2 separate regions of the Zea mays genome follow, and region 2 is linked to region 1. The links are chromatin contacts, called in public Hi-C maps. All regions are on one chromosome and are shown on one strand. The core of a region is the stretch at or near the end of the contact, and the rest is flanking DNA. Distances in the headings are between cores, read along the strand shown. Region 1 holds the start of LOC542247 (sucrose synthase 1). Region 2 holds the start of LOC100285614 (40S ribosomal protein S15a-like).

Evidence for each region. Hi-C and Micro-C count contacts between places; a contact is called where the count stands out from the background.
Region 2: a Hi-C map of ear shows a contact between it and region 1, with 1.7 times the contacts expected there. The contact joins the promoter of LOC100285614 here to the promoter of LOC542247 in region 1. A contact is called at or near these places in 2 of 25 Hi-C or Micro-C datasets (bundle sheath and ear).

The regions. Positions count from the first base shown.
Region 1 is chr9:127,811,018-127,817,265 of Zm-B73-REFERENCE-NAM-5.0, reverse strand. LOC542247 (sucrose synthase 1) reads left to right here and starts at 3,584. Exons shown (of 14, transcript NM_001111853.1): 1 at 3,584-3,720; 2 at 4,430-4,559; 3 at 4,649-4,800; 4 at 4,926-5,118; 5 at 5,382-5,500; 6 at 5,604-5,820; 7 at 5,905-6,000; 8 at 6,092-6,248. The coding sequence starts at 3,611.
Region 2 is chr9:128,430,376-128,437,015 of Zm-B73-REFERENCE-NAM-5.0, reverse strand. It overlaps LOC100285614 (40S ribosomal protein S15a-like), which reads left to right and starts at 3,648. Exons shown (of 3, transcript NM_001158505.2): 1 at 3,648-3,899. The coding sequence starts at 3,770.

The sequences.
Region 1 (6,248 bases), core at 2,335-4,834:
TTGAAATAAAAAATCATATGACCAAACAATTAAACAAAATTATATAATTAAAATGTAAAAAAATAAAAAAATAAAAAAACATAGTTTGTAAAAGGACAAATATGATACTAGATGTTGCTTGGTCACAAATAGTAATATAAATGACAATGATAATGATCGACACTCGAATGATAACAATAATAAATTTGAATATGCCGGTATCAACTTTTATTGTGTGATCTAATTACGGTTAGACTTGAATAAATATGATTTAATGTTATGGGTTACCTATTCGTTACAATTATGTTAACAAAACGGCAACTTAGTGCATTTGATAGATCGTGCGATCCTGAAAGTGTTAATTTTTTTTCTGGTGCGTCAACGTCAACAGACGCCATGTCAAACAGGAGGAGGATGATTAGCCAGAGCAAAAGAAAAAGGAAAAAGACGGAAATGATTACGACAAAACATAAATAAAAATCGGTAAAAACTCTGAAAACCACTTTTGATCGCCCCCGGGGCAACCCGCAAAACCAGGTAAGGCCTTGTTCGGTTACATGGGATATAATCCCACCATGGATTTAATCCGGATATGGATTGGGTGAATCCATATCTCACACCCAATCCCATGGTGGGATTAAATCCATCAACAAATCCATGTGACTTTCAAAGCTAGTTATTCTTTTGATCCATGGATTCTAATGTAAACTTGTGCAATATCTCATGGATTTGTTCCATACCTAATGGGCTATGGATAGAATCCATGTCTTCCATAGTTTAAAAAATTCCCAAACCTTTGGGTTATATTCCATGATGGGTTTAACCGAACAAAAAAAATTAAGTAGTCATGGATTATTTTGGGGCATGGATTGAGGTATGGATTTAATTCCAATCCATGCTAATCCAGAGCGGGATTGGTGTAAACGAACAAAGCCTAAAGGATCCGGGTTGGATCCCGAGTAGATCCACCAGCAAAAGTGGGGGCGCCCGCCCCTTTGCTTCCAACCCACGCAAAAACCCGGATCCGATGAATGACCCTCCACCTCCACTTCCTCCTCACGGGCGGTCGCCTCGTCGTACAGACGAACAGAAACAAATGGCAAGCAAAAAAATATACAATACCAACAAAATACCGCGAAAGAATGCTACGGTCACCGGGGTGCATCTGCCGCCAATTCGACAGCCGTGTGTCTCTGTCTCTTCAAAGCACGGAAAGGCAGGCCGCCGGGGCGAGTGTGGTTTTTTTCCTTGTGTGCAAGCATTAGGGTGCAGGTACCAAAACTGCTGCGCGTCAGAAACCATGGGGTCATCAGCTTTGGCGGATTTTGGAGGCGGTGATGTGCGCTCCCTCTGTTTTCTCATGTACCAAGGTCAGAAGGTGACGCGGCGTCGGACCGTGTGCATTTATTTATTTATTATTACAACAGCGAGATTACCGTCCGAATGCCAAATTTATTACTACCGAAACAAAAAAAAATACCAGCCTCGTCTGTTCTACTTCTAGTACGTACGTACGTACGTACAGGGCGCGTCAGCACTGCTTGTGCTTGAGGACAAAAAAGGAGTGGTTTTTAGTGGCAGAAAGTTCCCGCTACTTGTCACGCATTAAACCTCCGCTGATTTAGGAGTAGAAACCTTCTTTCAAAAAAAAATCTTTGAAGATAAATAAAAAGAGAGACCCAAAATACTCCATCCCAAGCTGATCATATCCGATCATACCTGGACATGTAAACAAAAAATCCATCCGTAAACCAGCATCAGATGAAGAAAGCAAACCCAATGCACTACCAAAAGGAAAGAAAGAAAAAATTCCTAATCTTTCTTATCCCTCACCTACCATTTTTTTAAAAAAATCTAATACTACATGGGCAAGGGACGAAGGTGGTGGGAGCAAAGAGGCCCCCACCCCTGCCCCCGCAATGCGTGTATAAAACGGGGCCCGGGGCTGCCGCTCAACTCACCCATCCATTCCACCTCCGTTCACCCCGTCCATTTGATTTGCGTTCACTGCGTTGCGTTTCCTTGGAGGGGATTGTTCTCTCCTCTCCTTTGGATTGGAGGTCCCTCCTTCTTCTCCTCTCTCTCTCAGAGGAAGGTAATGCAATGGGGGTGCTCTAGCCCTCTCCTCCTCTGCTCCTGCCGTCCTGCGTGGGTGCGTGCGTGGACGCTGGTCTGCTGTCCTGCTCCGGGCGAAATGCCGCCGCCGCTCGCCGTGACTGATGCTCCTCCTCCTGGTCGTGTCCGAACGCGCCGGACGGTGCCGCCGGTAGCATGTAGGAACTATACGCTCCGCTCGGACCTGGTCATGATCGATCGATGGTGTAGGGGAGGTCATGCCGAATTTTTTCGCCCGGTTCTCTGAACCTGCCGCCACTCTGCAGGCGGGGGAGGTGCTGCCTCTGCATGCAGTTGCTTTCCTTGCAGCTATAGCCAAAACAAACAAAACAAAAGACGGGTTTTTTTACGGCTGTTGTACCAGCCTACCAGGGGATAGCTAGCGACTAGCGTCCGTGAGATCCAGAGAACTATTGTCTGCCACTTGACGAGATCCTAGGGGAGCGGAGGGAGCCTGCTTATCCGCGCAGGAACGACGGTGTTAGCTTCTGGATCTGGGGTTTACTGAGCACCAAGGCTCTTGCAAACTCCGGGTTTAAGGTTTCATATATATATATTTTTTGCATACTCCCGAGTTGGTACCAGAACGCTAGTAGATCCGGCGCTTCTTTGTTTCCTCTTTAATTAACCAATATTTTTGCAAGAAATATTTCTGTGACGATTTTCCTCGGATAAGTTGTTGCCTTGTTGGCTTTATCCGTCCGGATGCCCCGCCATGTGCTCCTTGTCTCGGGACTCGGAGACAGGCTGACAGTCCTGGGTTCTTGTGCTAATGGCCATGGTTAACTTACGTTAATCCTGCGCCTTATTATCATCATCTAGGTGTAATTACTTCCGTTTGTGCTAATCACCTCGTGATTGCCTGCAATAAGGAACCCCAGCCCCCCCACCTTGCTGATGCCGTGCTTTTCTAGAGAAGTACCCTGCCGCGTCACGCTTCGTCCTCGCCTGCTTTGGATTCAACGGCTTTTTGGAGGCCGAGGCCATTGGTGCCATGCGGCCAGCCCTTTTCTTCTCCATGGTTCCCATCGATGTGTTTTTGTTCGGTTCTCTCGTCAGATCTGTATAAATAGGCGCCTCCCTTCTCCGCCATTCCTCGGTCCTCTGAAGCGTTTCAGTTCATCGATTCAGTTCTTGTATGCCTCTTGTTGTATTGGTTGTTTCTTCTTTCTGGTCTAGGTACTAGGACTATAGTACCAGGATCTGAGTCGTTTTTTTTTGGGTCTTGCTCCTGTCTGCCGTTTCTTTCCCCCCTTCCAGAGTTAGGTTCTGTTGGTTTCTTGCCTGCAATATAGTTTCGTGGCGCAGCGTCAAGGGTGTGTCGAGACTTAAAAGACTGGTTGTTGGCAGTTGGGTTTATGTCTTGCTGGAGGGGTTTTAGTTTTAGGATGTCATCGCAGCTTTTATGTCAACGGATCTGAACCGTTTTTCGGTTTCAGTTTTCTCTGCTGACTGAAGCTTCCGCTTCCGTTTCGGTTTCGCTGTGCAGGCCTGAGGATCCAGGAAGAGGACAGCAATGGGGGAAGGTGCAGGTGACCGTGTCCTGAGCCGCCTCCACAGCGTCAGGGAGCGCATTGGCGACTCACTCTCTGCCCACCCCAATGAGCTTGTCGCCGTCTTCACCAGGTCTGCCCTCATTTCCCCCGCTTCGTCTGCAAGTTTACATTTATTTTGCTACGGGTATTATTTGAGCGAATGCGACTTTTTAAGACCAGTTCCATCATATTATGTATTGTTAGATCTAGCATGATGTGGCCATCATTCAATGCTGTAGACATAATGTTCCTGTGTTCCCTAATAAGATGAGTATTTAATTAGCATCCAGGATTTTGTCGAAACCTAGTACTGGATACTGATGATACATACATACACCATGCTTTTTTTAGTACCGACTGTAAACTGCTGTTAGATCTGGCTGCACCTGCATGTGTGTTCTTTAGTTTTATATTCAATACGATGTTTCTGAACAGAATGATTGGAGTCTGAACTTACCCAATGTATAGCTTGTTACTAAAGGGTCTATCGAATACGATAATGCTTGCTAACCAGTTTATGCTTAGTTCTGACACGTTCTGTTCAGCATGAACGCATAGGCATCTGACTAGATCGGATGTGTAGGCATGAAAGGGGTTTCGAGAAGTTCAGTTAAAAGAGAGGAATCTTTGTTTTCATTTTTTCGAATGAATTTGCTGTTGTGCCTCTTCGCTATGTTGCATATGTTCCCACGCTACTGACTGCTGATCATACGTCTAAACTATTTCTTGAAATTGTATATGTTTGATGAGTTTATAGATCTGGCATAGTCTGATGTTATTTGGCACATCGTTTTGCGCAGGCTGAAAAACCTTGGAAAGGGTATGCTGCAGCCCCACCAGATCATTGCCGAGTACAACAATGCGATCCCTGAGGCTGAGCGCGAGAAGCTCAAGGATGGTGCTTTTGAGGATGTCCTGAGGGCAGCTCAGGTTTGCATCAGATTCAGATCTCGCTGGACAGCACTGTTCCTTTTGTAGTGTGCACCTTCTTTAATCATTCTAGCTCTATTATCTTACAGGAGGCGATTGTCATCCCCCCATGGGTTGCACTTGCCATCCGCCCTAGGCCTGGTGTCTGGGAGTATGTGAGGGTCAACGTCAGTGAGCTCGCTGTTGAGGAGCTGAGAGTTCCTGAGTACCTGCAGTTCAAGGAACAGCTTGTGGAAGAAGGGTATGATTTTTGCAGCCCCAACAACAACTTTGATTAATATACCATGATTAATATACTTTTCTAAAATAAAAAGGTTTTGGTCATATATATGACAGTTTATAATACTTTTGGTGTATATATTGCAGCCCCAACAACAACTTTGTTCTTGAGCTGGACTTTGAGCCATTCAATGCCTCCTTCCCCCGTCCTTCTCTGTCAAAGTCCATTGGCAATGGCGTGCAGTTCCTCAACAGGCACCTGTCATCAAAGCTCTTCCATGACAAGGAGAGCATGTACCCCTTGCTCAACTTCCTTCGCGCCCACAACTACAAGGGGATGGTGAGCCATTGTTTTATCTGTTTCTTTACTTAAATGTCATCGATATTGTCTAGAAGTTGTCAAAAGGGTGTTAGCAAAGTGGAAATTTTGTATCATTAAGGCTGACCTGTGATGCATACCCGATAAATAATGAGTTGCTGAGCTGTCTAAAATTTTTAACCACAAGGACACCTTAAACTATTTATCCATATATTCCTGCTGTGGTAGTTGTAAATTGGCTTTGAACTAGCTGGAAAAATCTGAAATTCTATGGTTCCCTACAGACCATGATGTTGAACGACAGAATCCGCAGTCTCAGTGCTCTGCAAGGTGCGCTGAGGAAGGCTGAGGAGCACCTGTCCACCCTACAAGCTGATACCCCATACTCTGAATTTCACCACAGGTACTGAATACTTTTTGTTGACTCGTTTACATATACTAAAGCAACTGAAGCATGTACTAGTACTCTTGCGATTTAACACATAATCCTGACTGGACAAAAACAGGTTCCAGGAACTTGGTCTGGAGAAGGGTTGGGGTGATTGCGCTAAGCGTGCACAGGAGACTATCCACCTCCTCTTGGACCTCCTGGAGGCCCCAGATCCGTCCACCCTGGAGAAGTTCCTTGGAACGATCCCCATGGTGTTCAATGTCGTTATCCTCTCCCCTCATGGTTACTTCGCTCAAGCTAATGTCTTGGGTTACCCTGACACCGGAGGCCAGGTACTCTCCTTAGCCACTCAGGCACGGATACACAGTTAAAAGAAACACTGAAGTCGCTCTGATCAATCTGTATTCCACCTGCAGGTTGTCTACATCTTGGATCAAGTGCGCGCTATGGAGAACGAAATGCTGCTGAGGATCAAGCAGTGTGGTCTTGACATCACGCCGAAGATCCTTATTGTAAGTGTGATGCCTAATGTGATAAAAAAGGAAAATATAGCGGCTAAATTGGTGACATTAAGAACCTTATTTGAATTTTTTTTTTGCGCAGGTCACCAGGTTGCTCCCTGATGCAACTGGCACCACCTGTGGCCAGCGCCTTGAGAAGGTCCTTGGCACCGAGCACTGCCATATCCTTCGCGTGCCATTCAGAACAGAAAACGGAATCGTTCGCAAGTGGATCTCGCGATTTGAAGTCTGGCCGTACC
Region 2 (6,640 bases), core at 2,399-4,898, 620 kb before region 1:
TTACATATTTATCGTCCGCTAGTTCATTTTGAACTAAATCGCTAAAAATAAAAAGACGGAGTAGTACATCATTATATGTGTAGAGTGGTCCGGAGCGTTAATTTTACGGAGCTCCGCCACTGGACTAGATTGTCGAACGTGCATGGATGAAGCAGCAACATGCATCCTACCATCTTGCAGAAATTTCCAGAGACGACTACAGACTGCTAGCTACGAACAAAATGTTGGGAGCAGAATTTTACAATAGGTTGTTTATGTATCGTACAGGCCAGCAGCACAAATCTTTGCAGGAGAGGAGAGGAGCGAAGCACTCCCATATGGTACGGCAGCATGGGTACTAGAGCAATTGGTGTTGCCAAAAGAGGAAAACTGATCCCCAACATGCTTTGGGGAAGCAAGTCCCCGGCACTTCAGGTTTCAGGCTAGCAAAAAGGAGGGCAGAAGTGCATCCCAAGCAACGGCTGCATATACTTTATGGACTAAAAAACATTTAAGCCCTCACACATCGTGGCTACATCTCAACCAGACCTGGCTTGTATTGTAACTTAAATTCTAGTCAACGCGAAAACTCGAGAACAGCTTTATCTTAGTCCATGATCAAGAGGCTGCCCTGAGACCACATTGTAGGTTAGGCTCAGTCACTTATAGCGTGTTTGATTTGAGGAACAAGATAGTGTATCATCTTCTCACTCCTTACTTTCTTGTTTGATTTTATGGAATGTAATAGGTTGATCTATCACCATTTTCTTCCTTGGGCTAATAATTAGTGATAATACGAGGAATGAGTTCATTCCACCAAATTTATGGAATTAACTCATAATGCACCATCTCATCTAGAATGGATTGATTCTTGAAACCAAACACCCTCTTACATTCTTGTTGTACTTGTTCCTCATGATCAGAGACTTTAATGTTGCCTTAATTTGGGTGCCTCGTTCTACACGCAAACCGTGACCAAGACAATACTTAGAGCACTTACAACTCGGAACCTTTAGATCAGTTTTTCAAGTATAAGATATAACTAAGAGATTGTATAATACAATCTAAAGTTCCTAGATCATATATAGTTAAAAATAATATATGTAGAGAGTCATGTAGAGACGAGCTCTTTATGAAAAGCCTATTTCTTGATTTTTTTTCTCCACTTACCCCTACAAACCCCTTAAGAGACCCCTAATTAATTGGTGTACATGCAAATTTTGTTGAAGGCCACAATACCACAACTCAACTCTGGATGTATTCATTGGCAGGTTCAGTGCAAGATGGTCCCCGATCAGTGATCGCGTAGCCGTTCGGCTAACCGGGCTAGCCGGCCGACTCCACCGTATCACCGATTTTGGATCTTGAATTTAGTAAAATTTGCAAATTTTGAAAACTTTTGATGCCAGTTTTTGTATAACTACTATAGGTTATTTGAAGACTTTCTGCTGGCACCAAATTTCAAAATACGCAACGGATTTCGAACTAAAAATGGCCGCTCCCCAAAGCCGATAAATCGATGTGTATGACTGATTAGCCGGTGGCCGAGTAGGGGCTAGAGTTTGGGGGATTTTTTCTCTCCTTTTCACTAGAAATGTTTTCAAATTATCACTGCTATATACAATATGGGCTAACAATACTTGTAATGATAGATCACTAGAACATTAGGTGTTCTTCAGATACCCTATAATGATTTGAAGGCAACAACTTTTGTCCTCGCTAGATAGTTATAGGTATAAAAATATTAAATAGTAGTACTAAGATCTAACAAAAAACATTGGTTCTTAAAGCCATTGTCATCAACCTAACTCAAACAAAAGTTAATAGATTTAACAAAAATCGGTATGAAAGCACGCTATGATGTTAATAGATTTAACATTAACTCAAACAAATTGACATGTGTATATGACATGATATGTATAGGTCTATCAAGTATCAACTATACATATGTTAAAGGTGGAGGGTGTATTGTATCTTCAGTGTTATTTGTGAACTATAAAAGTGAGACATGTAATGTATTTGAACCATGAAACCGTGTCATGTGATGCATTTGAACCACTAATTAAATGTGTTATTGGACTTGTGATAACTATTTGAAGACTTTTTGCTGAAACCAAATTTCAAAATACACAATGAATTTCAAACTAAAAAAATCGAAGTGTAGGAATAATAAATCGACGTGTAGAACTGATTAGTCGACGGTCGAATAGGAGCTAGGGTTAGGGAGATTTTTTTCTCTTTTCACTTGAAATCCTTTTAAAATACCACAGCTAGATGTTGTTATTGAAGTTGTGATAACAGCTGGGACATTTTTTGTTCAATTGTTGAGACATAAACATGTTTTTATTTGCCAAAAACAAGGCATTCGGTTTTACCTGATGTGCTGTCGATTTATCGGTTCTGGAACCGATTAATAGGTCATATCAGTCGATAAATCGATGTCAAACCGAGCTGATTCAAAAAATTGTTTGAATTTAGATTTGGCCGGCTTTTATCGGTTTACACCGATAAATAACGATTAGTTGCTAATCGGTCTTGGCCAGTTTTTGAAGTCCCACTGGTTTGGTGAACCTTGTCCCCGATTGACAAAAACAAAAGGTTATCCACAACGGTGATCAAAGTTTGCGCCTTGATGCCATATCCAACTGGAACGAGTTTTTGTTGTAAAGGATGATCTCAGGTTTTGGGAAAGAAACAAACCAAATTTAACAAGACATGAAAAGTTTAATTGAGTACATACAACCAAACAAGGGGATTTGCAAGTATTTAACAAGCTAGGTTAGGTTAACCTTGCTTATTTTCTAGCTAGGATCGGAATGAGTCACACGACCACTGAACAAGAAGATTCAGGGCCTGTTGTTTCTCTAGTGCTAAAGTTTAGCAGCTGACTAAATTTAGCACATGCTAAACTTTTGATAAACTTTAGCATTCGAGGCTTGTTGGTTAAAATGCTAAAGTCTTGCGGTCCTCGAGGAGCATGCTGCCAATGGTGGGGGAGAGAGGAAGGGGTATTCAAAACAAAATAGGGTTGAGAACCACTTTTAGCATAGTTTAGCATCTTTGATGGAGCTAAAGTGCTAATGAGTTCTAAACTTTAGCACAACTCTTTTAGGGGGTGTTTGGTTTCTAGGGACTAATTTTTAGTCTCTTCATTTTATTTCATTTTAGTTCCTAAATTGCCAAATACGAAAACTAAAACTCTATTTTAATTTATGTATTTGGAAATTTAGGGACTAAAATGAAAAAAATGGAGGGACTAAAAATTAGTTCTTAGAAATGAAACACCCACTTAGGTCCTGTTTGGAAGCACCCAATTTTTAAGAAACTGGTTTATAGAAATTGGGGTGGTTCCAAACATACCCATTTATAACCAAGTTTATAGATATTAAATTCTCAGGTTTTTAAAAACCAAAAAGCTCTTCTAACTAAAAGATAAAAACTGTTTTTTTAAAAACTGTGTTGCTTCCAAACAGGATTTTAGTCACTTGTTTGTTTCTTTAGTAGCTAAACTTGAGTAATAAGTGCGGTGCTAAAGTCTAGCAAGGAAACGGGAAAACGACCTCACCTGGGCCCTCCACCACGGCTGCTCCGGCTCAAACATTGGCGCATGGGCTGGGCCTTCCTAGAGCGCTCGGCCCATGTTTAGGAGTGCCGGGCGTGCGCGCAGCGTGCCTCTTCCTAATCCATCGCAGAGCGCCGCCGGCGGGTAGCGCTACTGCTAGAGGAGAGGAAGCGGAAAGGGCGGCGGCGGCGCTTGTGGTCAGTCAAAGATCCAACCTCCGGACTCGCGATGGGGCGGCGGATCCTCAACGATGCTCTGCGCACGATGGTCAACGCAGACCGGCGGGGGAACGCGTCGGCGCTTCTCCGACCCATCTCCGGCGTCATGGTCTCCTTCCTCAACATCATGAAGTACCGAGGTAGTATTCCGCCTCTTACTAGGTATCTGCCACAACCTCCTTCATGACCAGCTAGCATACCGCCGCCTCTCCCTTCGCCAATCTTATCTCGTCGTCGGATGTTCCCAAGAAGCACACCAAAGCTTTGATGCCGCTTCTAAGTCGTTAACAGAGTAATCAACCCATTTCTAGGAGAATCACATCTAATAGTGACTTGCGAGTGGCGTGCTGGTTTAAGGAGAAAAGGGTACTGATCCCCTCATGTTGACATCGAAGTTTGCTATGCTCCTTATACGTTGATAGCAACTTATCACACCGAACCACCTCAGCTTCAAATTAACTAGTAAATTGGTCGTGCCTTGCGCAACTCGATCACCAATATGTTTTACATTTTAAAAGTGTTGCTTTAGACATATACATTTTAAAAATGTTGTTTTAGACATATATGTCTGCACTCGCGTACTCGAAAAGTTATCGTTAAGGTCTTGAGGATACAATAGGATATAAAGTTTGGATCAGGCTGCAGCGGTTCACTCGAAAGGTAACTCTAAAATACGGTTGAAAAATATGGTGTACAAATTTAGAGTTGCATGAGTGTAGATAGCTTAATCATGCACACATCAATGAATTAGTGAACTGAAACAAAGAAAGAAAGATAGGTTTACAACTTGTTTGCCAGTTGATGAGTTGCTATAGCTCTCCTCATTCCTCAGGTTTCCAAGTCAAACACTGATCTTTGTGCTGCTATACAATAGTTATTTTTTGTACCCACTAATTTTCCATGCACATACCTTATTAGCAATTACTTTCATAAGAGATGACAGATTGAAACTTTGAGATGGTATGTGCACCAGTCGTACCATGGACTCACACTCACACAACTAACTTATTAAGGGCTTACCCTGTTTGGTGATATAATTGATCAGTGTGCTATCTCCCAAATTAGTTCACGCGGGCAGCGACCGTCCGTGTCCTGGCCTCCACACGCATCACGGCATCAACACCTAGAACACCAGGCCCTCCCCCAGATTCGGCACGCTGACCTGCTTGTCCTCTCTGGCCTCAGAACCTGGTGGCTGCTACTCACCCATGCCTGTGTCCTGCGGCAACTGCTCCGCTAGCAGCGTCAGTGGAGCCTGCAAGGAAGAAGATGAAACACGTTAGTTAGTAGGCACTAATCTTTGTAAACAAATCTAAAAAATGCATATGTTCAATTCATATGGAGGCATGAAGAACAATGTGTTTTAATTGAGTTCTTCTCCGTAAGTTCTAAGCAACATCATTTAAACTAATTTGCTAGTATTTTAAAAAGCATATGACCTCAACCAGATTGAATATCAGGAACCTTAGAACACACCTGTTCACAGATTGGAAAAACTTCAGCAATTTTATGTTCAGTTACATGCAAATCGAGAAATTTTGATCTTTGACACCAACAGATCAAGGAAAAAAAATAAATACAAATATAACCAAACATGATAGCTTGAATACATGCTGAAGTGGTACAGGAATCAGCTGGTAATAATCTTCTAAACATCCCTGTATCATAGTGTATCAATATCAATCGACTTGGCTGATGGATTGAATTTTTTATTATGGTTAATGTAGACCTAAAACCCTCCCCAAAGATTAGCTCCCCAAGCGATAGCACAGGAGTGACCGAAAATCCAAAACCGACCAATCCATCGACCCAGAAACAGCCACTGAAAACCCCTAGCCAGAGATAATGCGCACCAAATCAGACTCAGCAATTCAACGATTACCCATCGATTCGACTGACCATTGGCGGATCCATCGTTGCTAGAGTCCCTCCCCCGGACTCCATCCACAAACTGCAGCATGTGTGCTATGATATGCATTGCCACACACCTGCATATGGTTCCCCCTCCGCGCTGTCTCGTCGCGAAGCTCCCAGAGAATCTGGAACCATCGAGAGTAGGGGGCACATTTGGCCGGGGGGGGGGGGGGAGGGCGGACGGAGACGCTACGGGGAGGGGTGTGGGGGGATGGCGGGCGGCGGCGTTTGGCCGGGGTGAATGCATCTGTTTCACAGTACCGCGACCGGGGGGGGGGGGAGGGAGGTGGCGGCGAACGCGATGTTTAGTTGGAGAGGATGGAGCTCTTGGAAGCTTCCGTTGCATGGAGGATTGGAGAGGCTTCGCGCCGCCACTGTTGAGCGCGATTGGACGAACGGAGAATTAAGGGACGAGGGAGCTTTGCGTTCTGGTGCGTGGTGCGAAGCTCACGGTGGCCGTGTTCCACGTCGCGGGGTCGGATGCCGTCTGCGAGGCGTTTGTTGTGTCGGAGGGCGTCCTGCAGCTGCTCGTCAAGTTGACTGAGTACGGTAGCGTAGCATCGTGGGGCCCGAGAAGGCCGAAGCGCTCTATGAAACATCATGATCCGATGGCAATGGAGCACTCGCTTGTCCGTTGGTTGCTCATCCAATGGCTGGAAATGGAAACACTAACGTGGACATTGTGGTTGGTCGTCCTGATGCAGCGGTTTTACATATATAAATGTCTAGTGCGTGGGTCGGCAAACGGCATTATGCAGGTGAAGGCAAGAGCGCACATTCACCGGACGTTAACAAGCCTATTTTCCACCAAGCATCCTTGACTTTCGAAATAGTGTTTTGCCTTTATTCATTCGTTAACAGAGCTCAACGAGCGCAAATTGACCTCCATTAGTTGGTTGCTTTCTTCCCACTTTTAGTGCATGCTGCCTGCAAGTCGATTTTCTGAATTTTTGCATCTAGACAGTGT